2 separate regions of the Danio rerio genome follow, and region 1 is linked to region 2. Evidence: chromatin contacts called from public HiCAR-type data. All regions are on one chromosome and are shown on one strand. Each heading gives the region's core, a stretch centred on a gene start, on an enhancer-like site or on the middle of the called end of the contact. The rest is flanking DNA. Distances are from core to core; before and after follow the strand shown.

Region 1 (2,700 bases), core at 147-2,646, 450 kb before region 2:
TACCTCCATAATTTTATGGTTAGTACAAATTTAAGGTCGCAGGAAAATTATGGAGGGGGGGGGGGGAATTCAACTGATTGTTGTGCTCCACAGGTGTCTTATTGTCTCTGACATATTGTATTGTTTTCAGATCACTGACAGAGCCACTGTTGGCCATTTGCCTCTTTGTTCTGTGGTTAGTCAAATGGTAATTTTATCTTTCTTGTGGGATCGTTGTCTTACGATAAAAGATGAACTTCTACAATTGAGTTCCAGTTTTAAACATTGGTTCTTGTGCAGAATTGTACTGTTCTTTACATGTGACCTTAATTTACATTTAATTGACTTTCTGTTAATTTATTTAGCATACACTTTGCAAGCTTATGAATAAAGTATTCTACATATAAGAATAAACAGTTTATAATTTAAATACAAAGTTTTGAGTTGAAAAGCTAGAATGAAAGAATTAAGCAAGCGTGAAAACATCTGTCAGATGTAGTATAGTGCGGGAGTTTATTATTATTATTATTATTATTAGTAGTAGTAGTAGTATTATTAGTATTATTATAATAAATTTATTTTTAAAACTATTATTACATATTATAAAATATACTAATATTTATTTATTTTGAAATTTTGAAACTTTGAAATTTTAAAATTTCAAAATATTGTTTTTAAAATTTTAAAAACAATATTTTATTTATGTATAACAACAACATAATAATAATAATAATAATAATAATTATTATTATTATTATTATTATTATTATTATTATTATTATCATCATCATCATCATCATCATCATTCTTCTTCTTCTTTTTCTTCTTCTTCTTCTTCTTCTTCTTCTTCTTCTTATTATTATTATTAATGTATATTTTCTATTATTATTATTATTATTATTATTTTATTAGTATTACAATTTTATTTATTTATTATTATTATTATTATTATTATTATTATTATTATTATTATTATTATTATTGTTGTTGTTGTTGTTTTTACAAACAAAATCACAGATTGAAAGATTGATTTACTTCAGTCATAAATAGTGCTGATTTTTTTTCTGCATTTATTATGAATAAATTAATGAAACATGGAAATTAAAGGAAATTATATTTTTTTAATCTAAACCCACATCCTATCTGCTCCATCCATAGACTGTAAAAGATCCATCCAACCCATGTCCGAAGGTCTGGCTAGAGTGCGTTTCCAGCAGTGTCCGCTGGAGTCAGTGTCCGCCCGTATCTGAGTGCGACTCGAGACCGCGTTTACTCCAGCGCTCTTCTCCACTTTCATTCAGCGTGACTCTTTCGGGATAACGTTAGCAGAAGTGGGGAAGGGGCTGAACGCTCGCTGAAGGGAAGGAGGTGGAGACCGAAGGAGGATTCATAAACAGGAGTTGATCTCCTAGTTTTAAAACGCCTCTCTCAATTCAGACCTTCAAGTAGCGTAGCGACAGAACTAAACCACAACTCACTGACCGCCGCATCATTCAGAGAAAGCGAAGAAGAAAAGCCGCTTCTCAAAAAACACCGCGCGCTTTACCAGACGACAAAAGTTGAGTGGACTTGATTGCACGGGACATCTCAGTGTTTTCATTAACTTCCCAGGACGTCTTCCCACTTGTTGTTGTTTTTTTTTTTCTTTATTTTGTTTGTTTGTTTTTTCTTTTTTTTCGGAAACTTCTTTAAACTTTATATACGACACGTCCTTTGCTGACAAGACCACTGTGCAAAACAAATATCTGGGATTTTTTTTAGGAAAAAGACATCAGAAGGAACTCTAACAAATGCAAAACTATATGTATGAGAAGGCGATGGCACCCGAAACTAGAAACGGAGGAACGTCCACGTTAAATAACAACGGCGTAAACAACAGCAAGAGGAAACTTTTAATAGCACTAGACATCTTCTGTCTTGTCCTGGGTGAGTGTCCCCCACACACACACACACACACGTTTACAAGAATTGGGAAAACCATGCAGTCTGTCTAAAACTATTGGATCACATTATGCACATTTGGAAACAGAAGTTTGCAAACGTTTAATTATGCAAAAGTGGTTTATTTGTACTATCATTTATAATTTAGTATTTTAATGAGTAATATACAGTGCATTAAACCTAACCCCACTGAGATCCAAATATGTAGTTGTTTAAAAATAAAAATGAGCGAAGTGTCAAGATACAGTGAAAAGTTTATTTGTGTAATGTGTAAACATTTCCGTATCTTTTGCTTTGAGTGAAGGTTGACATTTAAAGGTGAACTGGTTTAACAGTTTATTTATTGAAATATTTGAAAGCTGAATCACAAGAACTTCTACTGATTCAGATGGAGATGCAAATGTGACTTTTTTGCATTTTTATCCTAGTCAGCAGAAGAATATAGTATAATATAATTTATAATACCAACAATTTCATCTCATATTGAATATCAGCAGCTGCACATTGCATGTTTTGTTTTCAGTTTGTGAGAAGCCTGATGCACCAACAACGACATTCTGATTTCAATGAACTTTTGGTATTGGACAAAATAATGCAAAGTGTGACTTTTCATGAAAGGTAATCTTAGTAAAAGAATCTCATTTTTGCAGACTGAATATTTTTTCTCAGTTTAACACTGAAGTCATACTGGATGTCCTATAAAAGCCTGATGCAGCACCAAGTGTGATACTCTGAATTCAATGTACCACTGTTTATTGAGATAACAATGTAAATTGTGAC
Region 2 (2,892 bases), core at 277-2,776:
CATCACTTTTTCTGAAAATTGAAAATAAAAAAAAACATTATTCTGACTGTTTTGGCTATAAATTGTACAAAACATTTAGTTTCCTCATGAGATCAGACTTGTAATCAATATTTTGTTATTACATTTACTTAAGGCAAACCACTTAGGCCCAATCCCAATTCTATTTTTGTACCCATACCCCTTCCCCTTGCCCTTCCCCTTGGCCCTTACAACCGAGGGTTAAGGGGAAGGGCTTCAAAATTAACAATTAATTGAATTGGGACAGCACTACAGCACCAGCACATGTCATCATATGTCATCGCGATCTTTTGCTTCATATGAAATCAGATGATCACAACTTTTTTAGTGATTCCAGTTGTGTTGATTTTTAGTTTTTATCTTCAGGAAATCACTGAAGGAATATATTATGTTATCATAACAATCTAATGTGGCCATATTCATCTATGTATAAACACCAAAAACAACATTAACTTTATAGCAGACACTGTAAAAAGCTCATTCCCAGCCACAAGACATTACTGACAGCGTATTCGAGCATTATCGAGTGACAAAATGTTGTGGGACTGCTATACAGGAGCTATTATTATGGATATAGATTGTGAAATTTAGCTGTTTTTTTTTTTTCGTTTTTTTTTTTAAAAGCATGACAGTAAACACAAACACGGTTGTTAATATATTAAAACGTGCTTGTTTGTTGTAAAAATTCATAATAGTGACAACAAATACTAATTTGTGGATCTCATTGCTTCCAGGTGCAGCTGTGGCTGGTGTATTCTGGGCAATTTTCTTACTCCTTGATTTCGAGTGTGATCCTGAAAAATCTTCGTTTGAAGGGGTGTATACCCCTTGCCCTTAGCCCTACGCTCAAGCTTAAAAGAAATGGGACACCACTACCCCTTCACAGGCACACACAAAACGAGGGGAAAGGGGAAGGGCTAAGGGGTAAAATTGGGATTGAACCTCGGTGTCCACAACTCACTAATTATCTAACAAAACGAATACTACTTTAAATAGTTGCACTATAAAAACCTGTATATTTGTTATATTTTACATACCCTTTGATGTCTTAATTATTCAATGTAGCCTATATAATAAATCTGTAAGCTAGAAGGATGACTTCTGACTGCTGTCTGCCTGCGAATTTATCCCAGAATCAGTAATATGACGCCTAGTTTGGAGGGGTTTGAGTAAATAAACAATTACCTATAAATAGATTACTTTGAAGCAGATATCAGCACCTGAGGATGTTTGCGAGCATATTAAGATACCAATCCCAACATTCGTCAATCTATCAAACATTCTTTCACTGTGTTTCACACAAAGATATAAAAGAGATCCATCCGATCACTCAACTCTCTCACACAAATACATTTCATGCTCTCTTTCTCTTTCTCTCTCTCTCTCTCTCTCTCTCTCTCTTACACACACACACACACACACACACACGCACACACACACACACACGCATACAAACACAATTCCTGACTGACTCCCAAGGGAAGGGCCTAGATTTATGTATGTTTATTTACTCCAGCACTAGCAGTCTCCTGTGGTCTCGCGGCGTTCAGGATTCCCTAAGGAAAACCAGGAATTTCTTTCACCACAGATTCAAACACCCGACCGCACAATTCCAAAGAGCTCTTTATCACTTCTTCTCATCAAAGAAAGTCTATATCTCGGATCTTAATTTCCCTATTTTGTTAAAGGCTGTGTGCTCTAGTTTCTCGGCTGGTCCTTCAACTCATATCTGCAGTTCTTTTTAATGTGTTTGAGGGGTTATTTCTGTATTTGTTTCATGTTCTGGACAGATTCTGCTCAGATTTAGTATTTTAAAGAAGATAACTTAATACAGACATAATATTTACTTCAGTGTGGACTGAATGTAATGTTTTTAGACACATCCTTACATGCCATTCCAATTAGATTTTTTTTTTTTTTACATTTCTTTTACATGCAGTTAGTAAAGGGATAGTTCACGGATAGTTTTTTTTAGTTCAATGAAAATACATTCATTATTTATAATATAAAATATACTCAGAACCTCACATGGTTTCAAACCTTTATACAATTCTTTCATCTGTTGATCACAAAGGGGGAAATTTTGCAGACAGATGTAAATCTATAGACCCCCATAGTTGGAAAAACGAATATTATGGGAAAAGTTTCTTTTTTTGTGTGTTCCACAGAAGAAATAAACTCAAACTAACTTGTAACAAGTGAAGAGTAAGTAAATAACATGTTTTCAGTGAACTGTAACCCTTTAAGAATTTTTTTTTGCTCATTTAAGTAGGACTTAAAGATTTATGAAGAACCTAACAACCTTACATTTATGTAAGTTTTAGCAAGTGTAATGTAACCAAGTTAGATATTATGAGTATGGAAAATGGCTTTTCCTGCATTTATTCTGCTTCAGGAGTCAGTCAGTTGACTGTAAACAACACAACTAACAAAGCAATAAATAGTTTTGAAGAAAAAATTGCTTTGTCGTTGAACCTGAGAAAAACTTGAAAAATAATCATAATGACGTAGTCTCCATGCTATAATAATAATAATAATAATGATGAAACCATTTTTAACTGCGGGGACATATCTTTATTATACAATTTGGCTGTATTATTTGTGTCAATAATACAAAAAAAAAAAAAAAATGCTGGAAAAATAATTTTATATTTATTGTCCCCCCTACTGTTAAATCAGATTTATGCACATGTCAATGAGTAACCGGTCTTGGACTGCAGGGTGATATGGCTGTGGCCATATTTACTAGAAGATCGGCTATCACTCTGATGAACTGTGTGCTTGTATACTCATCAACAAATGACCATTGCATGCTTACTTGTCCTTCTCATCGATCTAGAGGAATGCTTACACTTGTGTGGTGTTTACCAGAAT

The links. HiCAR-type assays count read pairs that join an accessible place to other places.
Region 1: a HiCAR-type map of caudal fin shows a contact between it and region 2, with 13 times the contacts expected there. The contact joins the promoter of plpp3 here to the enhancer-like site in region 2. A contact is called at or near these places in 4 of 18 Hi-C or Micro-C datasets (caudal fin, embryo, fibroblasts and 1 more) and 2 of 4 datasets of contacts at active chromatin or transcription factors (caudal fin and embryo).

The regions. Positions count from the first base shown.
Region 1 is chr20:8,213,566-8,216,265 of GRCz12tu, reverse strand. It overlaps plpp3 (phospholipid phosphatase 3), which reads left to right and starts at 1,396. Exons shown (of 6, transcript XM_003200678.7): 1 at 1,396-1,905. The coding sequence starts at 1,770.
Region 2 is chr20:7,768,030-7,770,921 of GRCz12tu, reverse strand. LOC141379533 (a long non-coding RNA gene) reads left to right here. Exons shown (of 3, transcript XR_012396343.1): 3 at 753-2,632. Among named protein-coding and RNA genes, the nearest start is that of bloc1s2, 28 kb to the right of the region's middle. Within about 2 kb of position 1,526, at least 5 of the 62 cell types and tissues checked have an H3K27ac peak or open chromatin away from gene starts, as enhancers often do.